Regions from separate parts of the Hordeum vulgare genome. Here regions 1 and 2 are each linked to region 3. A link is a contact called in public Hi-C data. All regions are on one chromosome and are shown on one strand. Each heading gives the region's core, a stretch centred on a gene start, on an enhancer-like site or on the middle of the called end of the contact. The rest is flanking DNA. Distances are from core to core; before and after follow the strand shown. Region 1 holds the start of LOC123451864 (phosphoenolpyruvate/phosphate translocator 1, chloroplastic-like). Region 2 holds the start of LOC123398370 (probable E3 ubiquitin-protein ligase WAVH2). Region 3 holds the start of LOC123395676 (glucose-1-phosphate adenylyltransferase small subunit 1, chloroplastic/amyloplastic).

Evidence for each region. Hi-C and Micro-C count contacts between places; a contact is called where the count stands out from the background.
Region 1: a contact with region 3 is called in a Hi-C map of leaf, with 4 times the contacts expected there. The contact joins the promoter of LOC123451864 here to the promoter of LOC123395676 in region 3. A contact is called at or near these places in 3 of 6 Hi-C or Micro-C datasets (leaf and seedling) and 1 of 1 datasets of contacts at active chromatin or transcription factors (embryo).
Region 2: a contact with region 3 is called in a Hi-C map of seedling, with 4 times the contacts expected there. The contact joins the promoter of LOC123398370 here to the promoter of LOC123395676 in region 3. A contact is called at or near these places in 4 of 6 Hi-C or Micro-C datasets (leaf and seedling) and 1 of 1 datasets of contacts at active chromatin or transcription factors (embryo).

The regions. Positions count from the first base shown.
Region 1 is chr5H:380,196,938-380,200,177 of MorexV3_pseudomolecules_assembly, reverse strand. LOC123451864 (phosphoenolpyruvate/phosphate translocator 1, chloroplastic-like) reads left to right here and starts at 1,614. Exons shown (of 9, transcript XM_045128408.1): 1 at 1,614-2,112. The coding sequence starts at 1,750.
Region 2 is chr5H:380,941,463-380,944,819 of MorexV3_pseudomolecules_assembly, reverse strand. LOC123398370 (probable E3 ubiquitin-protein ligase WAVH2) reads left to right here and starts at 1,971. Exons shown (of 3, transcript XM_045092846.1): 1 at 1,971-2,287. The coding sequence starts at 2,156.
Region 3 is chr5H:380,512,964-380,516,360 of MorexV3_pseudomolecules_assembly, reverse strand. LOC123395676 (glucose-1-phosphate adenylyltransferase small subunit 1, chloroplastic/amyloplastic) reads left to right here and starts at 1,808. Exons shown (of 10, transcript XM_045090707.1): 1 at 1,808-2,197; 2 at 2,749-3,045. The coding sequence starts at 1,988.

The sequences.
Region 1 (3,240 bases), core at 365-2,864, 320 kb after region 3:
CTGTAACATGATATGTGGGCCAAAAGATAAAAGAAAGTATGGTAGAATTAGCAGGGTGGTGTCGTATCTTATAGATTCCACAGAACAAGTGTGTAAAAGCAGCGTAGATTACTGAAAAATAACACTCCCTTCTTCCTATATATGACAGCAAAACTGAACTGAACCCCTAAACAGATTGAGAAGATGAACACAGATAGAAAGGGGACTACATCAGCTTCGTGCTATCATGTCGTCTACGTACGGTGACCACTGATCCTCATCAAACCCATCTAATCATCCAGAAAAGCACCTTTATCCAAACCCCAATGGTCTTCAATTAGGCAACACGTGAAGATGCAGACAGAAGCATCCACCACTATGCCCCGTACCTTGTAATCCCGGCTGCATCCAACCAACTGGAAAATCGAGCAAACAAAATCAAAACACAAAGGAAGGAAGGAAGTAGGAGGGAGCAAATAGAATGTACCAGTCCGTTAGGAGACGGTCGCATCAGTCGAACAAAATCAAACCCCAACAGGACAGGTCAAATAGCAAGTTAGCGATGGCACCGACATAGTCCACCCCACCGCAACGGCCGTACATAGGAAGCGGCGCCAGCACCGTCCACACCATCAAAACAACCATATAGAAGGAGCCGCGAGAACCTACGACCAGGACGGCCAGCGACGACAAACCCTAATGGGAGACGGTCGGTGCGGTCGGTGGAGAAGCGACGTGATTTGCGGGTGCGCATCCTTGGGCCGTGGCCGAGCAGATGCAAAGAAGGGGCATGAGGATAGGAGATGGCAGATGGGGGCGGAACGACGACGACATGGAAGTGGTGGCGGCGGCCCCTTTCTATTGTGCCATCCCCCTCTCCCGATCTCTTGTGTGTAGCCGAAAGAAGAAAGCGGTGGCCTCGTAGGTCAATAAAGTTGATGCTGTAAAAAAAACAGAACACGTGCCGTGCTCTCGTTATAGGAGTAAGGCAAAGACGTGTGAAGCCCGTGAGAGGCCATGCTCAATACTTGGAATGAACAACATGAGAGCTTGCTTAGTAACTATAATATATTGTATTATTAGGTGTGAGCTTACGAAAAATCCCGAGGAATTAGGACGGAAAAGACATCCCAACCCTTTACTTTGTCTATTTCCTTTGATTTGAAAATTCTGTAGACCGAATGAGCCACGAAATGGTGTTTGTTTTTCACGAAGTTGGAACAGAAAAAAAAACAGGACTAAAGTTGAGGTCCGGAGCAACTGGCAGTCCGCCCGAGAACCCAGAAGAAGACGCATGGTGAGCTGGCGCGGCGGTCTCGCAGATCCCGCCCCTCCTACTATGGGCCCACCATGCCAGGTTTTTCCCGCACCGGGACCCGCCCACCCCTCGGAGCCCTCGCCGGGCAGGTTCCACCCAACAACCCCTCCACTCCACCGCATCGCGCGACATCCCACGGCCGTCCGCCCGGCGCACCGTGCACCGGCTCCACCCGGCAGCCGGCCAATGCCAGGTCAATCGCCCGGGCCCGCCTGTCACTCTAGCAGACGCTCCCCCCCGCCGGTGCCAGGTCAGCCCGGCATCGGGCCGCCGCTCCTTAAAACCCTTCGCCCACCAACCCACTCTCTCTCATCTCACCAGACCGCACCACCCCCTCCTCGTGCCCTCCGCCGCCGCCGCAGCAGCCTCCGCCTCGGCCTCGAGGCCTCCGCCGCTCCCCCCCGCGCGGCCAGGGCCCCAGAAGCTTCTGGAACACCCCGCCCCCCGCCGCAATGCAGAGCGCGGCGGCCATCGGGCTCATCCGGCCATGCGCCGCGCGGCCCATCCTCAAGAGCCCCAGCCCCGGGGCCGCCCGCCTCCCGGCCTCCCGCGTGGCCCTCCGGCTCTCCGCCGCGGCGCCCCGCGCGCGCCTCGTGGCCGCGGCGGGGCTCGGCCGCATCGGGCTCGTGCCGGCGTCGCCCGAGCAGGAGAAGAGGAGCGGCGGCCTCGTGGCCGCCGCGGCCGCCGGGAAGGCGGCGCCGGGCGAGGAGGCCGGGGAGGAAAGCGGAGCGGCGCTCGCCAAGACGCTCCAGCTCGGCGTCTTCTTCGGGCTCTGGTACCTCTTCAACATCTACTTCAACATCTACAACAAACAGGTGAGCTGCCACGCCTTTTGTTTGCACCAACAGGTTGCTTTCCTGTCGAGTGCAAGGCTATATCTTCTAGTCCTCCGTAGTTTACCGAGCGCGCCTTAGTTCGATCTCATCAATTGGCCTGGAAATCGGCTACTTTGGGTGCAAATCCACGTGTTTTTTCGGTTGTTTTGGCGCGTTCGTAGTCTCGTACAGACAGATCTCTGCAACTACTCCGCATCTCTCCAATTCGGATCATCGCGAGTGGCATTGCATGTAAATTCCTCTGCCAGATCTTTATTTCCGTTACTGTTTTTTCCGGTGGCTGCTCATGCAGTTCCTTGTACTCGTCTGACCGAGTGGTCTTTTGATGAATCATCCTTAGATTCAGTGAAATCTAACTGAACTAAGCATGTTGAAAATACCATTTTGCTTCATATTTTGTGATTTGTTTTCGTGAAGATTCAGTGAAATCTAACTGAACTAAGCATGTCGAAAATACCATTTTGCTTCATATTTTGTGATTTGTTTTCGTGAAGATTCAGTGAAATCTAACTGAACTAAGCATGTCGAAAATACCATTTTGCTTCATATTTTGTGATTTGTTTTCGTGAACATCATTGATTACATAAACCTACAACAGACCACCGAATAACGTATTAAACTTGAATTGCCTTTTCTGATCAACATTTACTGCAAGTGCATAAATTTGTAAGGCCGCACACCAGAACCCAGGATCGGTAGAAGCAAATAATTCCTATCATATCAGGGTCCTTCCTGTCTGTTTGTGTGAAGAGAAAGCTGACCTTTATAGTTCATAACCCAGGATCAGTAGAAGTAGATAATTCATATCAAATCTGGGTGCTTCCTGTCTGGAGAAAGCTAACCTATATGGTTCATCCGTATGGCAAAGTGATCTTCGCTGTAGCTTTTTGAAGAATGTCTTTAGATTCAGAAATGTCTAAGTTCACGATTTTTAGCTGGGTTGTTGAAATACTTTCCCATTTTGCCTCATACTTTGTAACTTCTTGTCAACATTATTTGTTTTTATTTATTCCAAAAACTTAGTTTAGACAATTGAAGATATTGAACCTGTAGCACTTTCCTGAGCTATTAGCTTAAGTGTATAAAATTTGTAGGGCGACATGTCAG
Region 2 (3,357 bases), core at 722-3,221, 430 kb before region 3:
AGAATCACATTCAACTCTCGTCTCCAAGACTCCAATTAAAATTAGGTCATCCCATTTTGACCGGATCAACAATTCCTCAAAACTCTTGTTCAATTCTTTAGATAAATACATTATGCTTTCTAATGGGGTTGGTTTACGATTTGACCGAACTAACAATTTTTTAAATTAATCAACAACAACCAGTCTATAAAAACATATCAATCACGTCTATGCAGTCATCGAGGTAGAAATATTCCCACATATATCAGGTTGGTTAATATATAATATCGAATCACACCACAAAATGTCCATCAAATTACCGAATTACAAATAAAAATAAAACATACTATGTCATCTCCCCTACACATCAAATGAAATATTTCATTAGTGTTAAAATATAAGGGGTGTTAGTTTTTTGGAAAGTCAAATTCTTCAACTTTGACCAAGTTAAGAGCAAAAACATCGACATCCTTAATATTAAATAAAAATATGATATTTCATTTAGCGATGAACCTAATCACAATAATTTGGTATTATCGATTTTGATATATTTACCTACAAATTTAATAGGTTTGATATTTAAAAAAATATTACATATTATATTTTAAAACAGAGTGATCAGGTTTTTTTTATCTAATGGCGTAGCAAAGCGCGTCCAGTCCTTCTAGTATATATTAAAATCCATACGTATATTATTTTCACACAAACCCGAGATTGCTCTCTGAAGAAGAGACACGATATTTTAGGAAAAAAACAAATGGTGTTTCCTACAATGCTATTGCCTTTGAAGAAATTTCTCTTTTGCCCCAAAAGAATAAGAAAAAAAACACTTGTCTATGAACTTCCTTTCATGTAATCCTATGAACCAAATGGTAAAGGTAGATTGTTGTTTCTCCTTCTTCTTATTCAAGTTACAATCCTTTATTTTTCCACCAAAATTCAATTCTTTGTTCCTGATGAGGTGCGAAAGGCCACCTCTATTCCCAAGGTTGTGAGTGAATCACCAGGAAGCATGAGGCAGGGCAGGCATGAGAATGGCATTGCAAAAAAAAAATCAAAATATATTTAGATATTTCAAAAAATGTCAAACTTTTTTCGACAAACACATATGCATATCCTTGAAGTATGTATAAAATTTCATTATCTAATTTAATTATCTGCATACTACACAAAAAAGACAAATATATAGCCCAGATACAACAAAGGAAAAGCCCATTTTAACATGTGTATTTGTCTTTTTTGTGTACATCACATGAATATATATGTTCATGAAATTGGGTACATGTATACCATAAATATATGTCTACACGTGTACTTGTTTCAGATTTTTTTTGAGGTGCTAAAAAAGTATTTCGGCTGAAAAAAATGTAACGAGCTCACACTGGGGCTCGGCCTCTGCAGCAGGCACTTTTCGGGCAGGCATGCGTTACAAACTGTCCTTTCCGTGCCCGAGGAAAAAGGCACACGCAGAGGTAGGTGGGACCACGGTGAGCAGCAGCTCAGCAAGCAAGGACGGTTTGCATAAAGGCGTCCAGATTATTCAGAATTGAAACCCACTCACCCACCCACCCACCCCTAACGTACCGTATATTTTCCGTAAGGCCCCTCAAGATCAATCCTAGTTACTACAGTAGTTGAAGAAGAGTTTGAGAGCTAAAGCGTTCCATCTGGAGTGGCCTTGCCAAATCCATCCGCGTTCTCAGCATTTACCGAATACGGAATACTTCCTTCGTCCCAAATGTTTTATCTTAAGTTTGTTTAAAAATAAATGTATCTAAATAATAGAATATGACTAGGTACGTTTATATTTAGATGATGGGAGTACAATTTGTGACCGCTCCTTTACTTTTTAATGAGGGATTAGAAATCTAAATGGGGAAATGGCAGGGGCTATACTGCAATTGTCAGCTCTGCTCACTCACCTCACTAGGAGATAGACTGATTTTTTTTTCTTAAAAAGAAAACTAGGAGATGGACTGATGGAGAGAGGGAGAGTGTGATGAGTCCATGACGGCATGACCTTTGGTCCATGGGAAGGGAGTACAAGAAGCACAAGGCAGCGAAAGCAGGGGCGTTTACACCACCACCTAGGCTAGGCTAGGCTAGGACACCAAGAAACAGGGGAGGGGAGGGGAGGGCCTATGGCGCTGTAGCTAGCTCAGGGGGGCAGCGAGCAATGGCGGGGGGATGCGGCGGCGAAGGCACGCTGGCGAGGTGGCGGAGGGCGGCGGCCAAGCGGATCGGCCTCTCCTGCGCCTCCTTCTTCTCCTCCCACGCCGCCTCTCCCTCCCCGCCGCCTCCCAAGACCGTAATACTCTCCCTCTCCCTCTCTACATTTCATCAGAGAAGCTCCGTTTCTTCGCTTCCAACCTTTTTAGATAGATAAGTTTTGGTTTCTAGCCATCTCATCGGTTTGTGAGTCATGACCTGCTGCTTTTGGTTTCTTCTCTGATTCTCTCTCTCTCACACACGTCAGTAAGTAAGCAGGCGGTTCCATGTTCCTTTCTTGATCTTGGGTTCTGAAAACGATTTCTGGTGTTCTGCACTTGTTTCTCAAATCTCAACGGGAGGAGAGGAATTTTGCAAATGCCCCTCCTCTCCTAGCTTCTTTCGGTCATCTTCTCTCCTAGAAAATTTTCTGACGGAGCTCGGTAGATACCCAAGTTTAAACCGAGTTGAATCAACAGGAGCACGGCTGTCGCATCTTCTTCTCCTTCCTATTCCAACAGTAGCGCGTGCCCAACCATGTGTTCTAGGTACTGTCCACTCATTTATGGAAATGATTGTTCTAGCCCTCTCCCATTCCATCTTTGTACCACCAGCACCTTGGGAATTTTTTTGCTGTGGTCCATTTACAGCCCCCCACCAAAAATAGATCTAGGCGCCCCACTGAAATTTTGTATCTACGAAAAAGTTGTGTCTCAATTTATTCTGCATCCAATGGCCATTTCGTTTCAGTTCTCTGACTGCAATCTTTGGTCCGTTGATGGTTGCTGCAGCCCGCACTGCACGGGACACACGGACCATATTTTGTCTTCGCTGATTTTTAATTCATTTTGCCCATCCATGTTTCTCTCCTCTTCCAACATGTTCTTTTTCTCAGTGTGTGTGTGTGTGTGTGTGTGTGTGTGTGTGTGTTTGTGCGTGTTTTCTTGGAACTGAGCAATTGTCTCTAGCTATTATCCACTTTCTGGTGTATCTCTACACCAGGCTCAAAATAAAAAAAATGTTTCTCCAGTAACTTGACTGTTAGCAGGATGCTAATGTTTCAGCATTGTACTTGTTTAGATAAGATGTACTACATGGGCAGTTGGTGGCTATGCGCGTGTGTACGGTTTCTCTTTGAACCAACATCTTTCTCCATATCTGTCTGGATCT
Region 3 (3,397 bases), core at 559-3,058:
CAAGCTAGTTGAGTAGAGGCATACTAGGGACACATTGTTGTTTATGTACCGACAAATGTATTTTAGTTTCCAATCAATTCAATTATAACATGGATAATAAACGATTATCATGAGCAAGGAAATATAATAATAACCACTTTATTATTAACTCTAGGGCATATTTCCAACATCCTACATGGTGGAATCTTTTGAAAAGATGTGCCCGTGGTTATGTGGCAACTTGGAAAACTTTGTTTAACACCTGGTCATAGCAAACTTGAAGTAAACTCAATTAAAATATGCCAACTGGGTACGTAACCATGGCTGTCTCTTCTCGTGAGTTCTGCGTCCGAGAAAGGACACGGTGGGGTTATGCTTGACTTGTTAGTAGGTGTTGAGGATCATTTCTTGATCATTATTAGTTCACGTCCGTTTATGCATAGATCATCCCCTCTTATTCTTGTACTCGTAAGTTAGCCATTCAAATAAATGCTTAGTTGCTTGCTGCAACCTCACTACTTAACCATACCTCACCCATTAAGCTTTGCTAGTCTTGATACCTTTGAAAATGAGATTGTTGAGTCCCTGTAGCTCACAAACTACAACAATAGTTGCATGTACAAGTAAAGCGATACTTTGACATGAGCGCGATGATTTTTCTATTTGGAGTTTCTTCTTCTTCTTCATCATCGGCCATAGGATGGGTTCCTGGCCGGCAGCTTGGGATAGCAAGGATGGATGTTGTTTTATCGTTTGATTTCGTCCGTAGTCGGACCTTGCTCTTCTGACTCGTGAGTGAATGTATGTTTGTATTGAGATGATCATGATTAGCTCGTGGCGAGTGTAAGCCAATTTCATATACTCATCTCTTCTTTACATGTACTTGTAACGATATCCATTCTTGTGAAACGACGAGATGCGCTTATATCCCTGTCGAGGCCCTCGTGCCAAAATAAGGATATGATCACATCGAGGGCATTACAATAGGGTCGGACAACCGCCTGCATGCATCCATGTCGATCATGCCGCTATGACCTGACGACTGACCAATGATTCTTCACTGCAAACATGATGACCAAGAAGTCTACTCCGCCAACTACGCACGCAATGAAGCGGCGCCGATCCATCTCATGACATCGCCGGTCCATCGCTGGTCCATCTAAGCAAGGTGGCTTCGCCAACAAACCCCATCTCCGGTATGCGCACCGCAACCTCTCCTCTTCCCCTCTCCCCTTCGCTCCTCTCGTGCACACACCTAAAGACGGGTAAGTCCGACAATGGATTCGACTAGTTCTCGGCACCGACAAAGTGGATCCCGACGCTGTGTGGATCGTGATGCTGCCACCCATGCTCTCTGCGCCTGTCGGCGCCCATCACTCCGCCTGCACCCACGGTTAAGGAGGAGGTGGTCATCGACCACGAGGAGGAGCCGCAGCCGCGTGGACAGACATGGAGTATGCACGGCAGCTCAAGGAGTCGCTCTTCGACCGTGGTGCTGTGTCGCCCTCGCCGCTGCATACCTTGTGCACATTGAGAAACAAAATTGATGTGTATTTTGAATTTGGATATGTTTTCTTAGGGGTTGTAGACACACACCGTGTGAACATCAGAATTGGCCCGAACCTCAAAAAACAGAAAACAAAGTTGGCCTGAGAGATATGCTCACTGCAGAATATTCCTGTCAAAATCAAAAAGAAAACGTGAGATATAGTAGACACGTGTGCGCGAGCAGAGCCGTTGGTCCGAGGCTCATCTGGACCGCACACGCCATCGCGGCACATGGACAAACACAACCATAAATGCCGACAAGCCATGCCATGCCCTGACAGGAAAGGAAGAACGGAAAGCGGAAAAAAGAAGCTGGAAACTCTCACAGCCGCTGAAAGGGAGAAGCGTCCGTCCAACACTCCCCAGCAGTTCCTGTCCTGCCCTGCCGCCAGCCCCGCCTCCCCTCACTTTCTCTCGGCCGTCGCTGCCACCGCCCCAACCCGTCACTCTCTTGCCCCCGATGGCGATGGCGATGGCGACGGCGACGGCCGCCACGTACGGGGCACCGATCCCGGCGCCGGCACCCTCCGCATCCTCTCCTCGCCGCGCTGCCCCCGATGGCGGGCGGCGGCTGCGGGCGGTGGCGGGGAGGCCGCGTCCCCTGTTCTCGCCCCGGGCCGTGTCCGACTCGCGCAACTCCCAGACGTGCCTCGATCCGGACGCCAGCACGGTAATGCGCGATCACGCCCATCACCTTCTTCCACACTTTTTTTTTTTGATTGGCATTTACCTTCCTCCGCACTTTATCATGCGACTTTTAGCCGTCCCTTTCGTGATTATTACGCGGGAAAAGGCTCGTGCGCACGCACACTCGGAGTTGGCGTTTCGATGCGTCTCCCTTATTTTTATTTTATCTACTCCTTCTGCTTGGCGCGTTTGGATGAGCAGATGGGGCGTGTTTTCTCGCGCCTTTCCGTTGATCTCACGATGGTTCTGTCGGCTGCCGCATTGGGGGTGGAGTCTATAGATTATGATCCATGAAATGGGGGAAGGCTTAGAATTATTTACTCCATGCCTTCTATTCAGAAGTTTATAATATTATTCACTCAAGATCTGAAGACTCTACTACTAAATAATAAAAATGCATTTTAATTTATTAAACTCTGTGGTAGAAGTACATAAACCCGAGACTGCAGTTCATTCGGTTAATGTTTCGAGTGTTTGTTTTGCCATGATATGTTCATGTCACATCCAGTTGATAGGATCCATTTACCGCTGCAGAGTGTTCTTGGGATCATCCTGGGTGGTGGCGCCGGGACAAGGCTGTACCCGCTGACCAAGAAGAGGGCCAAGCCTGCGGTGCCGCTGGGTGCCAACTACAGGCTCATAGATATCCCGGTCAGCAACTGCCTCAACAGCAATGTGTCCAAGATCTATGTGCTGACGCAGTTCAACTCCGCGTCGCTCAACCGCCACCTCTCGAGGGCCTATGGGAACAACATTGGCGGGTACAAGAATGACGGTTTTGTTGAAGTTCTCGCCGCGCAGCAGAGCCCGGAGAATCCTAACTGGTTTCAGGTACATTGGTCGAGATTCATCTTCTGTATAGTGTGTATCAATCTCGAAATATTACTTTGTGTTCATGTAAGAGCTCAAGTTTTGTATCAAGCAGGTCAAGAATTTAAAACTTCAAATGAAAAGTAAATGTAGTTGCAAAATGCATAAAAATAAGAGTGAATTCCACATTTTACCCCCTAGATATGCATTTGTGACACTAATTACCCTGTTTAGTGGAAATTTGTCTGGAATATCCCTTTTAGAAGCTTTCGACCCTCGTTTTCCGATGGGTTCCATTAGGCAAGGTGTGAGGTGACGACTAGGGTTCAAAAATATCCGGACGACGAGGAGGAATGGAATAGATGGACAAGAG